Regions from separate parts of the Mus musculus genome. Here all the other regions are linked to region 1. Evidence: chromatin contacts called from public HiChIP or PLAC-seq and promoter capture Hi-C data. All regions are on one chromosome and are shown on one strand. The core of a region is the stretch at or near the end of the contact, and the rest is flanking DNA. Distances in the headings are between cores, read along the strand shown. Region 1 holds the start of 4930524J08Rik. Region 2 holds the start of Prkg2 (protein kinase, cGMP-dependent, type II). Region 3 overlaps Gm36793 (predicted gene, 36793). Region 4 holds the start of Gpat3 (glycerol-3-phosphate acyltransferase 3). Region 5 holds the start of Mrps18c (mitochondrial ribosomal protein S18C). Region 6 has its middle 50 kb from the start of Rasgef1b. Region 7 overlaps A930011G23Rik (RIKEN cDNA A930011G23 gene).

Region 1 (2,812 bases), core at 168-2,667:
TATTTGACTTGAGTCATCTTATTTGGTCAGTATTTTTGGATGGTAAAGAAAAACGTGGAATCACTTCTTTTTCGCCAATCATCTTGGTGGTTGCCTGTCTGTGATTTGCTCAATGTTGAAGACATTTCCACTATTTGATGCATATTCTTTCATTTTATGGATTCTGTAACAAACTGTAGTGATAAATCTTGTTTTAATCGTTGGGATTTTCAGATTATGTACAGTTACTGTAAATTGACTTAAAGTACACCATGGGAAGCATTTATTTAAAATTTTTTTATGTGTTTTGCTAAGGGGTAATGCCAGGTTGGCCTCAACAGTCCTTCCTCCCTTCTCTGGGATCACAGTTCTGGGATTACAGCGTGTACCTAATTAGCTGGGCTGAAGTCCTGTCCCTGTATGCTGTCTTTTGTAAACTTCTCCAAACCCTGTTTGGAAACTGGATACTTACTAAGCAGTCGAGTGGTTGACGACAAAAAAAACCAAACCAAACCAAACCAAACCAAACCAGAAATTCCATTTTCTTCTAAGTCTTGCAGGAAGCTTCAAAGTCTAACTCCTGAGTAGGAATTCCAATAGGTTTCTTAGCGATTAATTTTAAAATCGTGAATCACACGCCTAACGGCGTTTCATTTTTTTCTTTTTATAAAATCGCCACCTCAACACCACAAACCCAGAAACCTCGTAAAGATGATTCATGACATTTATATATCCTGTTTAATACAAGGACTGTAACTCGTAAAAAAAAAGGAGCCCTGGAGTCGACCTTAATACATACACTTCCCAATCCATAGTGACTTCAAAGAATCGTGGCCGGCGTTAGGCTCTTGTAATAACGGAGGCAAAGCTTAAGACTAGGGAAGCAACTCTGAGAAGAGGCAGCCTCGACCATCAAAGCCGCCTTTGGACAGCGCCGCGGCGGAGCCTCAATGTCACCCGGCGCAGGGACGGCGGAGCACTGCACAGGCGCGGCCCGCTGCCCCACGCAGGTCCCGGGGCCCACAGCCGTGGCTCCCTGAGGGCAGCCTCCACGAAGTCTCCGCTGGGGATGGACGAACCACACCCCTCCAGGTCGGCCGCGCCTGCCAACCAAAGCCGAGGAGCGGCCGGTGACTCCAGGAATCCGCGGAAGGGCGGGGCCAAGGGACGGGGGCGGGGGAGGCCTCTCTAGCCGCGCCCTCGAACCAGCGCTCCTTGTTCTCGATGGTACCCGCGCGCCCCTCTTGCGCACGCCACTTCCGGTCCTCTTTAAAGGCCCGCGCCGCGCGACCGCGGGGCGTGAGAGCCAGTCGGAAAGGGACGGGGAGGGCGGGGCCTGCGCGGGGGGCGGGGCCTAGCGGTGGACGGGGGCGGGGGAGGCGCAAAGGGCGCGCTCCGGAGCCACGTGACCGGGACGCGCCGTTCTTCCGTCGGCCATTTTAGGTGGTCCGCGGCGGCGCCATTAAAGCGAGGAGGAGGCGAGAGTGGCCGCCGCTGCTACTTCATTCTTTTTTTTTTCAGTGCAGCCGGGGAGAGCGAGAGAGCGCGCTGCGCGAGAGTGGGAGGCGAGGGGGGCAGGCCGGGGAGAGGCGCAGGAGCCCTTGCAGCCACGCGCGCGCCTTGTCTAGGGTGCCTCGCGAGGTAGAGCGGGCATCGCGCGGCGGCGGCGGGGATTACTTTGCTGCTAGTTTCGGTTCGCGGCGGCGGCGGCGTCGGCGGGTGTCGTCTTCGGCGGCGGCAGTAGCACTATGTCGGAGGAGCAGTTCGGAGGGGACGGGGCGGCGGCGGCGGCAACGGCGGCGGTAGGCGGCTCGGCGGGCGAGCAGGAGGGAGCCATGGTGGCGGCGGCGGCGCAGGGGCCGGCGGCGGCGGCGGGAAGCGGGAGCGGCGGCGGCGGCTCTGCGGCCGGAGGCACCGAAGGAGGCAGCGCCGAGGCAGAGGGAGCCAAGATCGACGCCAGTAAGAACGAGGAGGATGAAGGGTGAGTAAGGGGCGGCCCCGGGCAGCCGCTCGCCAGGCCCCCTCCCCCTCCCCGCCATTAGGCCTCGCTCCCGCGACCGCCCGCCCGCCCGCAGGCCCCAGTGCAGTCGCCCCCTCGGCCGCCCCTCTTGTACCTCGGGCTCCCCCCCGGGCCTGCATCTCCTTCCCTGCCTGCTCGCCCCCTCCCCCATCACACACGTTTCCACCTTTAGCCGTCACCATGCTACTCCGCGGCCCGCCCTCTTTCCTCCCTCGCCGCGGGTCTCCTCCCACCGATGTGGCCGCCAGGATTTTTTCCCGCCTGTCGGAGCTTACCCTCCCACCCCACCCCCACGTCTCCCGGATTTCTAACCTCTTAGGCTTAAAAATGCAAACGCACAGAAAAGCTTTTTACCAGGGTTGCCAAGGTTGGTCGGGCGCTTCGCCCTCGCCCCCGAGACGGTGCGATTATTGACACGCTCTTGCTTTGGGAAAGCTGTAGGCTGTCCACCTCTCTTTTCTCCCGCGTCGGCCGCAGGCCATTGCTTTTAAATAGTTTTCGTCTTAGGATTCGTTCGTTCTGTCCACTTTACGCTGTCACCACGACACGCTCCTACAGGCCCTGCGTTTGTGCTGTAGACAGACCGGGCCTGCCAAAGTCCCTGGTCTGCTGGCGCGTTGGTGTGGCTCCGCGGGCTCCATTTAAGTCCTTCCTGGTCGATGGGGCCTGTACTTGACTGGGGCTCTTCCACCTCCCGCCTGCGGTTGCCCTTCCCCCATTCTGCCAAGTTATTCTCTCTATGCACCCTTTTCGCGCCCTCAGATTCTGGGTTGCCTATTTGTACAGATTGTAGTCTTTCCTTATTTAGTCTGT
Region 2 (2,812 bases), core at 187-2,686, 940 kb after region 1:
GACCACAGGATTTAGTAAACACATTTACTATGCGTTTTGTATTCTTAAAAAAAAAAAGTAGCTCTGACTCAGTGTGTCAAGTCTGACCAAGTTCTTACCATGACTTTTAGATATTTTCCTATGGATTCTTCCATTTCTTTGGAGTTCTTCATCTCACCATCTCTGGTTAGCCAACGTGAAATGTACGGATTTGAGAAAAAGTACCTGGCCTTAATTTTGTCCAGTTAATAGAAAAACAAACAACCGCTCTTCGTCCTCTGAGGCTTAATGAACCCATTCAACAAGTGTACACAGGCCTCATTCTATGTGGGGTTATGTATGTAATAGTGCATGCTGGAGTTGCAGGAAACCCCGTGGCCTACCGGATGTTTGATACCCCTAGGGAGTCGCGGTCTCACGTTCTCTGGATACAAACTGAAGAATAGACCCTCACTGTACCTCTCACTGTGCAGAGAAACTGCCCTTGTCCTTGTGAATCTGCCACAGACATTCCTCTGGGAGGATGAAGAAACAGGAACTCACTACGGGAGAGCACACTACCAGAGCATAGCATACTGCGGTGGGCGAGTATATCCATTTATATTTAGAAAAACCATAACGCACACCTCGGAATACTGTGTCTAAAAGGCCACAGGAGAGTATTAAATTACCTGCTTGAATAACCAAGAGAGGCTCATGCTAAAGTCTCACAGAATCAGGAGGTATTAATTCCTGTCCCTTGAAACTCGGTTTAGCCACTGTCCCCAGCATGCATCACATTCAGTGAACTGACTAGATGCGAGTTAAGGTTCCAGAGTCCTAGAAGAGCACGCGGGCCAAGCAGCCCTTGGGTCACGTGTCATGTAGAAGGGCACCTCTGTGACACCAGAGAGCATGGCCAGGGTGTGTGCGCCTGTCCCTTTGCGCTCTGGAAGGGAAGGCAGAATGGAGAGAGACCCAGCAAGGGAGAGCAAGAGCCCACAGTGAAGCAGGCTGGAGGCACAAGGGTGGGGAGGGAAGGCGATGATGAATACCCCCCTCAACTTTCCTCTCCCTCGGCCCACACACTTGAAATAAAAATAATAACACAACCAACCACCCGCTTGCATCCACGATGTTATCGCCCTACTTAAGTTGCCTCACGCCGGAGGTTCGGGGTATAAAGTGCAGACTGTCGCCGTCGCCGCAGGCCGGCTCCGGAGTACAGGTTCGCGCCGGCGCGGGTGACCCCACCTTCAAGGAAGCGGGCTCCGGGCTCTCCCACGCCACGCCGGGCTGACCCCCGCCCTCCTCCGTCCCTCCTCTCCGCTGAGCTCCCTCCTCCCTCCGGCGCGCCTCCTTCTCGCGGCGGCCCCCGCAGAGCAGCCAGGCGGCAGCACCCACGTCGCCGCAGCTCCCTCCCGCAGCGCGCCCGCCGCGTCCCGGCTCCCACGCAGCGCGAGCGGCGGCGCCCGCCAGCAGCCCGGACCCGGCACAGTGCGCACGGCGCGGCGGGGCAGAGCTGAGCTGAGCCCGGCCGGGGCCGCAGAGGGGCGGCGTGGCGGAGGACGCCAAGACGCTGCGGCCGCGCGGAGGGGACGAGCTGCGCACCTGGAAAGTTACCCGGCGGCCTGGTGAGGCTGGGGGGCTCGGGCACCCGTGGGGCTCGCGACCAGGGACGGGAGTGGGGACACGCGGGTGCCACTGGGCGTGCGTTGCGCGGTGGGCACTTCTCCCACACCCAGCCCGTCTCTCTTGCTGCTTGCATGCGGACATGTGGACGCGTTTCCTTCTCTCCTTGTGGCGAGGGTGGCTCCATACAGCAGTTGGGTTTAGAGCGCAGTGTGGCTGCAGCGTCCTTTGGGCTCTTCTGGGGCTGGGGGCTCAGGGGCGCTGTCACGGTGTGCCGTCCTGGCTTAGTTCTCCAATGTCTGAATAGCTGATTGGGCACACAAGACTCCTGCAAGGACTTTTACAAGTGCTTGTAAACTTGTTTGGGTGTCTTCTTGTCACTCAGCACCCCGAGGCGCTTGCACAGTTCTGCACATCTTCGTGAAGAAGCAAAGAGAGCAAAGAAACGCTAAGCAAAGAGCCACTTTGGAAATGAGAGAGAGAGAAAAAAAGAAATAGGTTTCAAGTGTAAGTAGGAGAGCTGAGCACGTAGGCAGAGCAGGGAGGCCAGAGCTGAGAACAGAACCAGCTCAGCGGCCCATGAGAAAGGATGACCCTAGCTTTTAGCATGCTTGTTTCCAAAGTTCAATAGGAAAGGGGCTTTTATTTTCCTTAAAGAGAATGCAACATCCACCTGCTCCCTGCCACACCCCCATACGCACAAGCGCCTTAGAAACCGTTTCTCATCTTTGCAAGTTTCTATTTAGCTCACAAAGAAGGCGATCATCCCACAGAGTAGACAACAGCTGCTACTCAGGCTCCTGTTGCGTTTTGCACACCGGGCTAGTGAGGTGATGAAGTGAAGAATTCCCTCTGAAAAACTAGACTGGACTCTCCTTCGCAACAGGCCGTAACTAAGAATAAACAAATTGCAAAGGTGGTACCTGTGAACCCAGCTTTTAACAGTCCTTGACTCTGGGCCTCTGTCTTCACAGGATGCAAGTGAGAATTCTCATCACAGGGAAAGAAGGCACATGCTGCCTGCCTGTTGGCCGAGCCCTGTAGTCTCCTGTTGTCTGATTTCTCCCTGTTTCCCAATTATCCCCTTTTCCTATGTTTTCATTTTCTCCAGTTTCCTCGGCTCGCTTTCTTGGGCTTATCAGTACTCTTATTTCTACTATTGTAAAAATTCTCTGCATACCTCTTTAATACCATCCAAACTCTGGCTTCAGCTCTTTCCATG
Region 3 (2,812 bases), core at 222-2,721, 930 kb before region 1:
AACAGGTATAGTAGAGAATAAAGTTTATTTAGGCGTGGGAAGGGAAGTTGAGAAGTGGGTCGAGACAGAGACGGGGGGGGGGGGGGAAGCCCCCTATTTTACCAAGCCAGGCCTACCTGGCTGTTGCCAGGTAACTGTTGGGCAGGGCATAGAAGGAACACTAACACCTTCATGCATACCTAAGGCTCTGCCCCTATTCGAGCACAGCACCTAGGCTACAGCCAACCAACCCATCACAAGAAGGAGCCAGGGCTCAAAACCCTCACTCACCCATTTGGAGCCTGGTCTCATCCTCTAGTTCATGGGCTGGAAACAGCTAAGCAAGAGGAGAGAGAGAACACAAGATTGCCAGCAGACAACCTGAGTTTGCCAACGCTGGGATAGTCGGAGCACTCGAATAGGAAAATATTTCTGTCTTGCGCAGAAAACATTTTTCCCCAAATGACCAAAGAATGCATGCATATGTGAATGAGCATCTGTAGGGTTCTTGCTCAGAAAGATAGCATTATAGGGCAGGTGACTGATCCAAAACTTACATTGATCTGTTACCACAAGACACGCTCCCTAAAGTTCACCCATAAACTGCAGAACAAAATCTTCTGTACCAGAAAGTATTGCAACATGTAAGAAAACTAACTCATCTTTGGCTCACTCCATAGGAGAGAACTTGTGCCTGGTATGATAAACACAGTCAAAACTCCATGACAGTTTAGGTCCTAGGGGAGAAACTACAGTAGCAAAATGCTGCTGCCTCCTCCTCCTCCTCCACTTCCTCCTCCTCCTCCTCCTCTTCCTCCTCCTCCTCCTCCTCCTTCTCCTTTCATATATGAGTACACTGTAGCTGTCTTCAGACACACCAGAAGAGGGCATCAGATCCCATTACAGATGGTTGTGACCACCATGTGGTTGCTGGGAATTGAGCTCAGGACTTTGGAAAGACTGCTCTTAAAGCCAACTCGCCAGCCCAGCCAACTGGCTTCTAAATATCTGTGTACACTCTCACAGACAAAGGCTGCCGGGCCATAATCAGAGAAGCCTTGCTTTACGATGAACAGAGGTGAAAGCAGAGACACAGGGCTGCACAGGATCCCGAGAGTGAGTGACTGACAGCTGATGGATCAGCCCTGGACAAGAGATTTCCACCAACCTCTTATGGCCCAGAGACTGTATTCTCTTAGTAGAATGGAAAGTTTGGCTTAAGGACTTGACTTACTCATAGTCCGTGAAACTGAATTTCCTTTTAGTGATGTAATGAACTATTTGACAAGATCACGTCAAAAAATGGCATCAGTTCTGGGAACCAAGCGCTTCTTGCTCTAAAACACATCTAAGAATAATCCACAGAGATACTTGAAATAAGTCTATTCTTTAAAAAAAAAAATCTAATTTGGACATCACTTCAGTGAGCGTTGTGCCTTTCTTAGTCGAGTGACTTTTGCTGCCGAGAGACACATGACTGCAGCTCAGGACGACCTCCGCAAGTGTTTAAAATAGCAAGCCGGAACGAACAGAGCAGAGGAACCTGAGCCAGGCATGCGCTGAAGGAGTCACTATAAATAGGAGAGAGAGAATGGAGGGAAAAGGTTGAAGGCACGGCCAAAATGCTTCTATTTAATCCAGACCAGCTCCCAGGGCACAGTGAGGAAACGGGCTCTTTCCTTCATCACTTTAAAATACTCATCTTATGTATTAGCATGGCTGCGTGTGAATGGACGCATGCGCACAGAGGCTGGACTCTAGAAATGAATTCTGGCTTGTTACGGGATGCTAGGATCAAGCTCCCATCCTCAGGACTGAGAAGCAAGCAGTTTTACCCACTGACCCATCTCTCCAGACCCTTGTTTCTTACATCATCTTTATTTAAGGCCACCATAGCTCATTCCTCCTCGATTCTGGGTGGTTCTATAAAGTTGAATTCCCTCCTGAAACATGCACCGCTAGCATCCCCACCTTCTTATGCTCCCCTGGAAGGAGAAAAATGTCACCGCAGAACCTCTGTTTCCTGGAACAAAAAGTCGCTGTGAGTTTCTGTTCAAGTGAGTTATCCCTTTTAGGTTCAGATGTGAGAAGCGATGTGTCCCATAGCAGGCTAAGCACTCCGAGCTCAGACAGACGTGTGTTTGGTGCTGAATGTAGAAATTTCCCTCTGGCTGCAAGGCTGTGAGGCAGCAGTGGGAAATATTCAGGGCCTCAGAATTTTTATTGCTGTCTGTCATCTCTCATAGAAAGGGGGTGGGGAGGTAGACTTTGGAAAGTCTTGCTCCAGGCCCTATGGGTTTTCAGAGACTCTCCTTGGCTCTCTGCCCTGCACTGAGCAGAGACGGTGCACTGAACAGCTGCCAGAGAAGCGGGGCGCACCACAGCAGCCCTCGCTGTCCCGCCATTACCCACGCGTTATTCTCAGCATCAGAGAGGAAACTTCCAGAAGCATCCAGGTACAATTGCCTGTCTAGAGTCTGGTTTGATTCAGTTAATATTTAATCTAGTGCGAGGGTTAAAGTTATGCTTTAAGTTTTAATTACCGTGATTAAGAGATCCATAAAACGAAAATGCCTCTAACCTGTAAACTCCACTTGCCCAAGGACAGTTAACTTTCTGGAATGCCAGGGGGCATTTTTATCTACCATGTTGTTCATGGTAGATAACAAGCCAGGTGTTTTCACTTTTGTAAACAACGGTGGTTGCCCCAACTGCACAGGATTCCCTTTATCACAGATAGGCGGGTGGTACAAAGCAGGAAGTACGTTAGGATGCATGCTGGCCCCTGATAGGACGAAGGTGGGAAGTACGCAAACTTGAGGGTTTTGCCTTT
Region 4 (2,812 bases), core at 118-2,617, 870 kb before region 1:
CCGGGCACTCGGGAGGCTCGGGAGGCAGAGAGGCAGGCAGATTTCTGAGTTCGAGACCAGCCTGGTCTACAGAGTGAGTTCCAGGACAACCAGGGCTACACAGAGAAACCCTGTCCAGAAAAACCAAAAAAAAAAAAAAAAAAAAAAAAAAAAAAAAAAAAAATCAGATTCTTCTCTGCCACCCAGCCATTTGGTGTCTTATATTGGGCACCAAGTGGAACAGGATGCCTCTGTAGTCACAAAAGGACCTCTGAAACCTGGGGCTGTAAAAACTCAAGAGTGAAGTGACAGCCCGAGAGGCATAGTGGGTAATAAACCTGCTGATACAGCAAACGGCTGTCCTGGGGTTAATCTAGTAAGAAAAAAAAAAAAAAAAAAAAAAAAATAGTAGTGAAGAAGAAATACAGATAGAGGGATTCTTGTGAGGTGGGCTACTGTTCTTGACTGGTATCAGGCTGTCTTTCTCACTACAGCAGACCAGAAACTGAAATATTCTCTCGGGTCCCCGTTCCATCTCCACCCCGACCTCCCACCACTGACTGACCCCCTTGCCCAAATTGCTTTCACAGTTCAAAGCTCAACCCCTGCCACTCCAAGATCCGAAGTCCTCAGAGCAGCGGGAGCTCCACATCCTTTCCTGCACTCACCTCCAAGGTTTTCACCAGGATCTTCATGTAGATCTCCGAGATACCCAGGGATAATCCGAAGGCCGAGGGTAAAAGGATGAGGCCGCCCACCAGCGTCAGCCAGGTGGACAGGAGCTTCACCGCCAGGTCTGCGCCCTCCATGTCTCAGCACGCCCTCAGGAAGAGGTCCCCAGGAAAGCCGAGAGCGGTAGGTGTCAGAGTCCCAGGCAGTCCAGCCGCAGTTCGGAAAACACAGCGTCCAGCCCGGAGCCGGGCTCTGAGGAGTCTTTGCCGCCCGCCTCGTTCCCTTCAGCTCTGCGGAGCGAAGAGGAAAGGGAAGGCGAGAACTCTCAGAACTACTGCGATCTCCTTGCTTCCTCCCCTTGGGTCCCGGTTGGCCCCGCAAGCTCACTCTCTACTGGAGGCCCAGGCCAAGCTGTAGCCACGGCAGCCGGCTCAGACCTGAGTGTCTCTGGCGAGAAGACCCAGCTGGGTGACCTACGGGACACCCTAGTGCAGTCAGAGTGCATGGAGGCAGCCAGGAACGCGCCCCACCCCGGGCCTGATTTCCTCCGGGTAACGATTGCGACAACCCCGCGGTGACTCACCGAGGCCCTCCGGCAGCGAGGATCCCCGCAGGTTCCCTGCACCTCGGCGTGGGCTGCGGGCTATGCGGGTAGCCAGTGGCTTTCGGGCGCCGGGCTCCCTTTTTCTACACTCTACCCTTGCCCCACCCCCATCGCCACCCAACAGGGAGCTCCGGGGCATGACCGCGTCTCCCGGGCGCTGCTGCCTAGAGAGCCGCCGCCCTCCGCCCCGCCCCCCCGCACTCCCAGCAAAGGTTCTTTCGGTAGCAGACTTTCCATCTTCACCCACAGAACGGACCGCTGACGTCCCCGATCGCTGCGGAAGATCTTGTTTGTGAGCCTGCAACACGACCTCCTGGGAAGGGCTTTCGGGAGGAGGAAACTACTGAACAAGGGTGAGGCAGTCGCGCACCGTGGCTCGTGGCTCTCTCTTACCTCCTTCCTAGCTGCAGTCAGGGAAAGAAAGCTCGCCCGCTTTCTCTCTCTCCACAAGTCGCCTTAGCCACTCTGCCACCACCTCTCTAGCCACAAAATAGACCCAGAAATTCCAAGCGGTTGTGTCGCAGAAGACTGGAATTCCAGCACTTACGCTCGGGAATCTGCGACTGGAGAATTCCGAGGAGATGGGTCTGGGCTGTTTTGAGTTCCAACAGTCAGCTTAAGACTAAATAGGTAGATCCTTTATAGACCTTGCTTTAAAAGGGCAGGCGGACCGGTGAGCGGGCGAGGGGGAGGGGAGGACAGGACACCCTAGAGGCTGTTTGTCACTCCCCTCCCTGGAGGAGATTCCAGTCTAAGCTTCCCTAGCATCCGCCTACACCGACTGCAGAAAACGCTGCGCAAATACTAACCTTCACCTAACTGGCTAAGAGTTTCTCAGGGGTCCACGTCCCACGCCGCTGTGATGAACGGCCTTACTAGAACGAAGAAGGGAAAATCCTGCACGCGTATTCCACTGCAGGACAACCAGTTTTAACAATAAGCGTGAGAAAAGATATTGAGAGCAGCAGTTTGCAAAGCGACTGACTAGGATCCAAACCATCACCGAGTCGGCCCTCAATTCTTAGAAGGACCAAACTCTTACTGTTGACAGTCGGGAGTCAGTTTGGGAGCTGGAAAAAGTGAGAGAGCTAGCAAAATGAACTGAAAGTATTTACAGCAAATATTGCAGAGAAAGCTGCCCTCACCTCCAGAAGGGGTGGAGGAAGAAGGAAGCCGGCCTTAAAGACTGTACAAGTTTGTTCTCTGAGCCTCCTGCCAGGTAGGTGTAAGACACTTTTCCCACTAAGAAGGGGGAAGGGGAGGACAATGAAGTTATGAAGGAAACGGAGCTTACTCTCAAAACAGCTTCTGGGGTCATTGAGGTGGCTCATCAACAAAGTTGCCTGATGCCAGTCAGCTAGGATGACCCGTCAATCTTTGGACACCACCACTACCCCCCCCCCCCCCCCCCGTATAAGGGGAGAACCAATTTATCTCCTGCCCACCTGTGCTCGGTGGCATGCCTCCCCACACACACAAAATAAATAAAACGTAACAAAAATTATTTTTTGAAAAGCATCTACCAGGCATTATGTGGAAAACCTGTAACCCCAGCGC
Region 5 (2,812 bases), core at 98-2,597, 820 kb before region 1:
TTGAATTTGGATCTTTTATCAAGGTAGCCTGTCAGGTTTCTATTACCTACAATTATCCTACCCACCGAAGCTATATTTAGATATTCTCAAATCATGTATCCTTATATTTAATATCTATGAAGAAGAATACATTACAGACTGAATCTAGGAATTCTCTACAAAACACAAGTGACTATAGTCAATAAAAGATAACCATTATTTTGTCCTATAATTGAATTCCAAATATTAAAAATTAGGCTGAATTTGGAAATGAATTAGTAATATGGGGGGAGGGGGACCTGGGGCTGGATAGGTGTCAGTGGTTAAAAGTACTCCCTAATGTTACTAAGTACAGGGTTTGAATCCCAGCACCCACACCCAGTGGCTCACGACCACCTCGTTCCAGCTCCAGGAGAATCCAATGCCCTCTTCTGGCTTCCACAACTCCCCTCCCCCACATACATACAAATAATAAAATAATGTCTTCTTTAAAAAAAGAAAACGAAATCTTACCAGGTCCTCATTGCTGGTTACCTGTTCAAACTGTGAAAAACATCGTCTCCAAATCACAGAAACTAAAGAGAAAATGGCGACAACACAATTGTTTTCATTCGCTGCATATCTAACCAAGATTTACGTTTTTAAAGATGCTAGATAATCAAAGGGCACAATATCAAACATTCTTTTCAATGATTAGTTAGCAACCTGTTAGATTTGGGACATAATAGGACTCAAAATGAGCGGTTCCAAAGGCTTTGGATAAAGGACATATATACTTCCTCTCCTATAAATTCTTTCTCATTTCTACAGTTACGGATTGAAATTCAAATATGTACAGAAACAACAGAATGGTACTGTCATTCCAAAGGAGAAATAAAAAGATTCAAGACATTGACAAAGAAGCATAAAACAAACAAACAAAAAAAGAGTTGACTACACCTTGGAGACAGGAGCCTAGATAGCATAACTGTTTCCTGAGAGGCTTCGTCCAAGCAGCGGATGGAAACAGATGCAAGAGAACCACAGCCAACAAGTGTCCAGAAAGTCTTATTGAGGAGTCGGGGCGATAGGTTTTTGTAAAGTGAATAAGTAACGGGGTAAAGTGGTTGACTACACCTCAAAGTCCTCTTCAGCTCTAGGAAACTAGTCTACGATGACTCGAGCCTCCCACTTATCTCAAACCTAGTTCTATTGAAATAGTCATTTTGCTAACGGCGAGGACCCCACCGACAATCAGCGGCTATAATGCTATGCCGGACGTTTTACCTGCTTGAGTTCCGCGATCCGTGAAGCAGCCAGCCGCGGTTGTCAAATTCTTCCTCCCTATACCACTGCACAGAGCAACCAGAGCGGCCATGGTTCTCCGCCCTTCCTCTTCCTTTCTATTTCCCTAAGCGCCCCGACAGGTCCTTTCTGGTGCTCTTCCCCTGTCTGCCCGGGATTCGACGCAAAGGTTCCGGCGCGAACGCGGCCCGGGTTTCAATGCACTGCACCTTTATCTTCCCGCGCTTCCCGGGCCGGAAGTCACGTGACCCGGGGCTGCGCTGCTGAGGGATGGAAAGCTGATGCTGGGTCACCTGCTGTCTCCAGAACGGCGCCACCGGCTCCGGGCTGCACCCAGGGCGGCTGTCGCAGGGACTCTGGGCCGTTGTCATGGAGGACGGCTGTCCCCGCATCCGCCGGCGGGTGTCTGTCCGCAAAAGGAACCGCGGCAACCTGGAGAACCTCCGTGCCTCCCCGACCCCGGCCGAGCTCCAGCCTGCCGAGGACACGGAGGACGAAGCTGCAGCCGGGAGCCGCCGCCGGAAAACCGGGAGCCCGGAGCACGCCCAGGTACAGCCCTGCTGAGTCCCCGCATCCCCGTTGACTCGCCCGGTCCTGTCATCCCAGGGGCTGCGGTGGCAACCGCGTGTCCCGCCCCGGGCACGGCTGCGCGGGAGGTGAAACCGCCTTCTTCCCAGGTGCACATCATGAGTAGCCTTAGCTCGCTCTCTCACCTTTGTTATCCTTTTATCTCCATCACTTGGGAGACACTGCTTAAACCCCCGACTTCTAGGTAGATGTCAAACCTACATGCTCCTTCCATCCCCTGTCATAAAAAGTATTCACGGGGCAATTAACTGGCTTGACAGAGAGAAAGCTAGCCTTCCAAATGGCTCGGCTCTACTTTACTGATAAAACATTTTTATTGATGACCCATTAATTGCTAGTTACGTTATTAAACTAGCCATATTATGTAGACTTTTACAACGGTAAGTGAGTCCAGGGAAGTTGAGAGACTAAAGTTGTGACTCAATAAATAATTATCACCTCCCAGTTTACATCTCTGTTCTGTAAGCCACCATACATGAGTGTGCACATGACTGTCTCAATTCCAAGTTCAGAACAGAATTTCATTGTAGTGTCTAGTGGAACATTGTAGTGTCTAATGGCACAATCATGATTTTGTAGCAGACCAGCTTCTACGTTAGTGCCTGGGCCGGAATTACCACAGTTATCAGAAGCATCTATTGAATCTTGGAGAGAGTTACTGTTCTTTCATTCTTAAGTGCTTTAGCATAGGTTTAAGAATTAAAATGCCAAAGACTGGGCGGTTAGGTTCAGCAGCGGAGCCTGGGGCAGGCCCTGGGCTCACATGGCAGCACCAGAATAAATAATTTAGAATTCCAGTATCACCCCTTGGGGGATGTATCTGAGTTGACAGAATGTTTGCTTAGAATGCCCAACACCCTGGGTTTGATCCCAACACCTCCTAAAACCAGGCATGGTGAGGCATTCAGGAAACAGGCAGGAGGATCAGGAGTGTGTAGCCTCAGTAAGGTGAGATCCTGTT
Region 6 (2,812 bases), core at 192-2,691, 780 kb after region 1:
ATAGAACTGTGACTGGGGTGGGGATGGTGTGCAGAGGGAGAAGAGCACCCGTGTGATATCGCAAATGATGACATAAGTAATGGACCTGTAGCAAGAGAATGGCTGTCGGGATGGGGGAAGAGGGGGAAGGACCAAGAACATGAATAGATAGAATGAACTCATATGGAAGATATCACTGCACGTTGGGTGGCAGGCACTGGACTTTCAGATTAAAACCGCAGAAGGTTGGAGATGTCCACTTTCTGCCGAGTCTTACCTGCTTCTCCTTTATGCTGTGCTGGCCTGATTTCCCTCGGAGCTGCTTCATTACCATTTACTCTCATCTCCTGATCTAGCCAGATAATCAAGCACAGAGATACAAATCAACTCAGTCCCCATCTTCCTGCACCCCCTCCCCATCTCTTCTCCAACTGATGCATAGCTGCACCTAGCACCACTGCTTGCCAAGGCCTTAGAGTGCAAAGTCTTCTGGCCCAAGGCTGAGGTCCCTTCCTGCGATTCTCTTCCTCTCTCTTTCGGTCTTGTTCCTCTTTGCTCTACAAAAGTTTATGGCTTCTGTAGTGGATTTTTCTGTAATGGAGAAAGAAAATCGCTAAATGTATTCAATCCATTTTAGAGGTATGCTTTCAAAATGCCATGGGTCTGAATTGCAGTACTCATGTACTTTAAAAAAGAGTTTAGACATTGTGTGCAAATGGGGTGTGCAGTAATGGAGTTTCTTTGGTTCTGGTTCTGGCTTTAGAACTGTTGTGAAAAGTATTAGCTCTCCCCTGAGTCCACACAACATGCCCCCATCATTCCTTGATAACTTTGATCTTTTACCTGAGACAACAAGTTGTCTGTGAAGATCTCTGGGGTCTGAAGAAGAAGGAAGTGTTGGAAGGAGATCAGAGAGTGGGGCACACACAGCTGAGGGGGTGGGAGGGACCCAGATGTGGAAACATGAAAGCGGTACTTGCTAGGCAATGACTAATGATATGATAACTGTCTGTAAACACAGAGTGTGTAGGTTGGGAGTGCCAACAAGTATTGCCTCACTCAGCACCAGATACAATCTGAGAAGTAGCAAGGCAGACAGAGACACAGACAGCATCCTGAAATACAGGGGTGGCAGGGATGGGGTGGGGCAGACACTGAAGAGATTTTACAAAGCCTACTTCCTCTCTACGAACAACATCCACCAATCTGTCCACCCACTCACTTATTCCCCACCCCCTTTTATCCCCAATAAACCTCAAGCTACTTACACCCCAGAAAGCCTCTTTTTCTTGCTTTTCTTCATCTAAATGCTTTTCCTGAATCCTCTCCATTGTTTCTCTCCAGCAATGCTGACCTAAGAACTGGTTGCCAAAGCAATAGCATGCTATGGTGTAAGAGCGGACGCTGACTCGAGTCTGGTGCGGGAGGGTGGAGTGAAGGATCCACAACAGCCTTGATGTTGTTCTCAAAGCTACCGTTGATCCTGGAGGCATACCTAATTCAAGAGAGTGGAGACGGTTCTGTACCACTACTGTAAGCAACACCAAACTTGTGACTCTCCTCGTGTCTTCTCTCTGTCTCCAGTGTGACAGAGTCACCCATCTTGTGATCGTCAGCATGTATCTCCAAGTACACTCACTACAGATACTGATAGCACTCCCTCTTCTCCGGAACCCAAAAAGGATCAGATAGGGCTGAGCTGGGAGCTCAGAAGAAGCCTGAAGTAGAGTTCAAGAAGGCTCGGTCAACTGTAGAGCCATGGGGGCTGAAGGCAGGAAAATCACCATATTGATTAGACTGATAATGGAGAAAGAGTGAGTGGCTTCCATGGTGCCAAGAGGTGACTGGACACCCTTCATCCAGTCCCAGAACCCAAAGCATCTTCAAAAAAATAGATTCAGAACTATCGATCCTCTGCCGTCAAAGGGACTTCACCGCCCTCATGTGGTGAACACAGCACCGGCACTGGAGTATCAGATGGGCCTTGTTTTAAGAAGTAGGAAGCGGGAAGCCATTGTATTAGAAGGCAACTGCTCAAGCTAAAGAGCTTCATTTAATTGGAGGGCCACCAGGGTTTGGAACTATTTGGGGCTCTTTCTGCTTTTATGAATTCTCAACTAGTCCTCTACTGATTTCCACTTCTTTCTCTTATAGGCAACGAGAGGGACATCTTTGGTGAAATGCTGCCATCTTGTGGGAATTGTGAGAAGAACCATGGTTTTTACCTGGCAGGTATTGTCGGCTTTTTGAGAAGCCAGGACCTTTGAAGTCAGAATTCATCCTTAGGAAAAACCATGACCGCAGTCCAATTTACCTTTGACATTAATATCTTCCTTTTGTAGAGGAAAGGAATTTGCTCCTTTAGAGTTGTAGCCTGGCCATTTCTGTGTGAATGTATACATTCCTCAGACCAGCAACACATAGGCACACACATGCACACGCGGGCGCGCGCACACACACACACACACACACACACTTCTTGCCAAAGCTTCTTGTACTTCCCCATCCCTTCAAGACGGAAAGGGGTGTCCAGCACACTTGAATTCACACCAAGTGTCTATAAGTGCTGGTCACTTCAACAATGGCGACTCACAGTCTTCCTCTGCTCTCTAGCAGACTACTCAGGTTTTCTCCAGCTTTTCCCATCATTCCATCCTGTTATCCCAACCCACGACTCCAGTAGGCATCCCTAGCAACTCGCCAGTCAAGCCTACAGAGAAGCAAGCAGACCAGAGAAACAGGTGGGTGAGCTTCAGATCTTTTTCTCCTCTCCTCCACATCCATCCTCTAATCTCGTTCCAGGTCCATAAGAGACTAGCTGTTGTGGCCTCTC
Region 7 (2,812 bases), core at 136-2,635, 600 kb after region 1:
TGAGTTACTTAACCTCTGAGGCCCACAGTGTCTTCATCTGTAAACGTGAGAATAATTATGGTATTATGTATTTGTGTGTGGTTTTGCTACTTAAAAAAAAAGAGATGATGTATGTATGTCATAATAGATATGCACATACCTCTCGTATATTAGAGACAGCTCTGTAAATCGATCAAGCCCTTGTGAAAAGTTATAAGCTAATAATAAATAGCAAGAGCTGTAAACATGTTTATGTCTTTGGTCCAAGAGTTCTACTTTGGGGAATATAGCTTAAAGAAATTATTCAAAACACAGATAGAAAAGAGCAGTTTTAATTACAGGGAAGGAAACGATATATATATATATATATATATATATATATATATATATATATATATATACCTGAAGATATCAAAGCACAGGCTACACTATTTTTTTGAACTTTTATTTATTCTTTGTGAATTTCCCATCATGCACCCCAATCCTACTCATCTCTTCAACCCTCCATATCTTTCCTCCCCCCTTGCAACCTCCCCCCACCAAACAAAATAAAACAAAACAAAACAAAACAAAACAATCTCTCCATGGAAGCCAGGGTGTGTCTCACAGTATACCCTTTTGCCCAGTGCTTTGCTTGCAAATGTTCCCCTCAGTGAGTCATTGGTCTGGTTTGAGGCCTCTGCCACACTATCAATACTGGATCCTCACAGGAACTCCTCTTGGATATCCTGTTGTTGCCCTTCGTCCTCCAGATCCTGCGTCTTTGGTTCTGGAGGAGCAGCCGTTCATAGGGTATCATATAGTTACTACGTGTTAACAATCCAGGCGCAAAAAACAAAACAAAACAAAACAAAACAAAACAAAAACGCTGGGAACGCGCAGCACGGGATGGGACGTAGGTACAAGGATCTACCCCACTGTAGTGCGCTCTCTTACACACGTGTGCATTTGGATCAAGGCTGGCAGGAAGCTCACACACGGGAGCGAGCCCTGTTGCTGACATCTCTTTCAGCAAGGCCTATTTTAATGTTCTATGTGATGGCAGCTTTGTGGTAGGTGCAGGCATTGAGGACATCCACAAAGCATGGTAGAAGGCCAAGGGCACTTCAAAATTCACTGTAAAATGGACATTTATATGTAGCTTTTTGTTTCAGAGAAACGAGGACCAAGGGAGATACAGGGAAAAAAAAAATGCATAGACTGGACAGGTTTGACAGGGTCGGGCCTGGGAAACCTAAAAGTCAGGATGTTCTCTACGTTGACTCCCCTCCCCTGTCTGCTCGGAAGCCCGTGATAATAATAACCAAATAGGGAGGAGGCGATGTTGCAGGGAGCACACAGTTCACTCGAGTTCAGCCAGACTCTACTCGCGTGGAGCAAACAGGAGGGCGTCTAGTCAAGCCCCAGTGAGTCAACACGCAGCGTCCCTCCACCCTCCCCTCCTCCTTCCCCAAGGACACCTCACTGTATCTGTGTGCTTGACCTTTCCAAGGAAGTGACAGCAGCTGGCTTGGCAGGGAGGGAGGGAGGGAGGGGCAGATCGAGCAGCAGTTATCTTTCATATCTGGATGCAGGTGCTGGCTCCCTGCTCTTCCTCCAGAGTGTTGGAAATGTCACAGGTACCAGAGAGCTGTGTGCTCCGTGGCTCTGGCGCGATGTGAGGGGCAACTACACTAAGATGCTCTCCTGGCAGTTCCTTATGAGCACTGACACTCTACCTGCTTGCTCCTGATTTAAAAAACCAAAAGTATCAGGGTGAAGTTACAGGAACGGTAACCCTTGAATGAATCTGCTTCTATGGCAAAGTAAGCTTGTAAGGTTTCCACCCAGCCTGGAGGTGTTGAGAAGAGGATGAGGGGAGGGGGCGGGGGGGGGGGGAAGCCAATGGCCTTAAATAGCCATGTCTTAAACAAAGTTTTAAAACAAGGTTCTGGTTTCAGAGGGAAGTTTAAGATCCAGTGACAACTCTTAAGCAAATGTGAGCACATCCCCTGTTCACCCAGCTGGGAAACCCCAGATGATCCCTGTCCTCCTTCAAAACCCAGGGTCATTTCTTGGTACAAAGAGCCACTCGTATATTTCCGACTCCAGGACAAACGTGAAAGTTCACAACCCCAGCTGAAGCCCTTTCACGCTTTGCTCTCCTGGAGAAGCCCTCTCAGAAAGTTCGAGCCAGTAGGTGCCGCAAAACCCCCTTGGGGACTGCTGACCTTCACAGCTCCTTGGGAGCACTGAGTTTATCCTGGGAAGAGAAGAGGTGATAATTGCTTTCACTTTGGAGGGGTCTGGAGGACAGTCAGTTCCGCCTGGGCAGGTGGGGGCGGAGCTGGAGCATAAACATCTCTCCGTTCCTCTCTTTATTCCGTCCGTCTTAAGCATTCCCATTCCCATATTCAGCAATCAGTGAGTTGGAGGGGGTCCGGGCAACAACTGTTAAGAGCAGCTATCTAAGCACTTGACCACTGAAGAGACAAGGAAACTCTGAGAAAAGCCTGAAATGAGAGAGGTAATGAGAGAGAGAAGAGGAGGCCTTTGAGTTGTTGCTCCATGTCCGTCACTAGTATACACGTTGCCTGTGAACTCATGGAAGCCAGAGTCATATTTTCCCACCCAACAATCAATTCATAGGTAAGAAATCTGTGTTTCCAGAATGCTCTGTTGTCTTAGTCTCAAGCATACCCAGTGCAAAGGTAGCAAGGGAATGTTTGGCCTGCAGCAAACCAGGCTGCTCAAGCCCCTAAGAAAGCCAGTTCCTACGTTGCTATAGCAACCGAAGGAGCCTCAGACAGAAGGGCAGAGTTCTTCAGATTCATCTACTGCTTCCAACAGATTG

The links. Promoter capture Hi-C pulls out the DNA fragments that hold promoters and counts their contacts. HiChIP or PLAC-seq counts read pairs in DNA pulled down with a chosen protein or histone mark.
Region 2: a promoter capture Hi-C map of hippocampal neurons shows a contact between it and region 1, with 2.6 times the contacts expected there. The contact joins the promoter of Prkg2 here to the promoter of 4930524J08Rik in region 1. A contact is called at or near these places in 2 of 39 promoter capture datasets (the 3T3-L1 cell line and hippocampal neurons) and 2 of 115 datasets of contacts at active chromatin or transcription factors (astrocytes and embryonic forebrain).
Region 3: a contact with region 1 is called in a promoter capture Hi-C map of pre-B cells, with 2.5 times the contacts expected there. The contact joins the enhancer-like site here to the promoter of 4930524J08Rik in region 1. A contact is called at or near these places in 2 of 39 promoter capture datasets (liver and pre-B cells), 1 of 484 Hi-C or Micro-C datasets (pre-B cells) and 1 of 9 other capture datasets (liver).
Region 4: a contact with region 1 is called in a promoter capture Hi-C map of pre-B cells, with 4 times the contacts expected there. The contact joins the promoter of Gpat3 here to the promoter of 4930524J08Rik in region 1. A contact is called at or near these places in 3 of 39 promoter capture datasets (liver, neutrophils and pre-B cells) and 4 of 115 datasets of contacts at active chromatin or transcription factors (the 230-238 cell line, bone marrow-derived macrophages, large pre-B cells and 1 more).
Region 5: a contact with region 1 is called in a promoter capture Hi-C map of fetal liver, with 2.7 times the contacts expected there. The contact joins the promoter of Mrps18c here to the promoter of 4930524J08Rik in region 1. A contact is called at or near these places in 4 of 39 promoter capture datasets (cranial neural crest, fetal liver, hippocampal neurons and 1 more), 1 of 484 Hi-C or Micro-C datasets (the G1E-ER4 cell line) and 1 of 115 datasets of contacts at active chromatin or transcription factors (pancreatic cancer cells).
Region 6: a contact with region 1 is called in an H3K4me3 HiChIP or PLAC-seq map of bone marrow-derived macrophages, with 10 times the contacts expected there. The contact joins the enhancer-like site here to the promoter of 4930524J08Rik in region 1. A contact is called at or near these places in 13 of 39 promoter capture datasets (the 3T3-L1 cell line, 3T3-L1-derived adipocytes, the HPC-7 cell line and 9 more), 4 of 484 Hi-C or Micro-C datasets (cortical neurons, embryonic fibroblasts, epidermal suprabasal cells and 1 more), 19 of 115 datasets of contacts at active chromatin or transcription factors (astrocytes, bone marrow-derived macrophages, cardiomyocytes and 15 more) and 3 of 9 other capture datasets (adipose tissue, liver and pancreatic islet).
Region 7: a contact with region 1 is called in a promoter capture Hi-C map of liver, with 2.3 times the contacts expected there. The contact joins the enhancer-like site here to the promoter of 4930524J08Rik in region 1. A contact is called at or near these places in 5 of 39 promoter capture datasets (the 3T3-L1 cell line, 3T3-L1-derived adipocytes, cranial neural crest and 1 more), 1 of 115 datasets of contacts at active chromatin or transcription factors (bone marrow-derived macrophages) and 2 of 9 other capture datasets (adipose tissue and liver).

What each region holds. Positions count from the first base shown.
Region 1 is chr5:99,977,540-99,980,351 of GRCm38.p6, reverse strand. 4930524J08Rik reads right to left here and starts at 1,417. Exons shown (of 2, transcript XM_030254981.1): 1 at 1,400-1,417; 2 at 686-1,315. The coding sequence starts at 1,417. The coding sequence ends at 800. It overlaps Hnrnpd (heterogeneous nuclear ribonucleoprotein D), which reads left to right and starts at 1,414. Exons shown (of 9, transcript NM_001077265.2): 1 at 1,414-1,960. The coding sequence starts at 1,728.
Region 2 is chr5:99,035,703-99,038,514 of GRCm38.p6, reverse strand. It overlaps Prkg2 (protein kinase, cGMP-dependent, type II), which reads left to right and starts at 1,436. Exons shown (of 19, transcript NM_008926.4): 1 at 1,436-1,592.
Region 3 is chr5:100,908,585-100,911,396 of GRCm38.p6, reverse strand. Gm36793 (predicted gene, 36793) reads left to right here. Exons shown (of 3, transcript NR_168093.1): 3 at 1,006-1,397. Among named protein-coding and RNA genes, the nearest start is that of Gm36740, 3.2 kb to the left of the region's middle. Within about 2 kb of position 1,471, at least 20 of the 459 cell types and tissues checked have an H3K27ac peak or open chromatin away from gene starts, as enhancers often do. A contact at or near this core is called in pre-B cells, where this site is marked.
Region 4 is chr5:100,844,784-100,847,595 of GRCm38.p6, reverse strand. Gpat3 (glycerol-3-phosphate acyltransferase 3) reads right to left here and starts at 1,367. Exons shown (of 13, transcript NM_172715.3): 1 at 1,235-1,367; 2 at 648-941. The coding sequence starts at 788. It overlaps Gm46917 (a long non-coding RNA gene), which reads right to left and starts at 37. Exons shown (of 2, transcript XR_001784903.1): 1 at 1-37. It also overlaps a transcript of Abraxas1 not described here.
Region 5 is chr5:100,797,294-100,800,105 of GRCm38.p6, reverse strand. Mrps18c (mitochondrial ribosomal protein S18C) reads right to left here and starts at 1,347. Exons shown (of 6, transcript NM_026826.1): 1 at 1,246-1,347; 2 at 493-554. The coding sequence starts at 1,336. Helq (helicase, POLQ-like) reads left to right here and starts at 1,506. Exons shown (of 18, transcript NM_001081107.1): 1 at 1,506-1,812. The coding sequence starts at 1,633.
Region 6 is chr5:99,201,865-99,204,676 of GRCm38.p6, reverse strand. No RefSeq gene overlaps it. Among named protein-coding and RNA genes, the nearest start is that of Rasgef1b, 50 kb to the left of the region's middle. Within about 2 kb of position 1,441, at least 28 of the 459 cell types and tissues checked have an H3K27ac peak or open chromatin away from gene starts, as enhancers often do. A contact at or near this core is called in bone marrow-derived macrophages, epidermal suprabasal cells and microglia, where this site is marked.
Region 7 is chr5:99,378,939-99,381,750 of GRCm38.p6, reverse strand. All of the region lies in intron 2 of A930011G23Rik (RIKEN cDNA A930011G23 gene), which reads left to right. The region is part of intron 1 of Gm35314 (a long non-coding RNA gene); the gene reads right to left. Among named protein-coding and RNA genes, the nearest start is that of Gm35314, 13 kb to the right of the region's middle. Within about 2 kb of position 1,385, at least 64 of the 459 cell types and tissues checked have an H3K27ac peak or open chromatin away from gene starts, as enhancers often do. A contact at or near this core is called in adipose tissue, bone marrow-derived macrophages and liver, where this site is marked.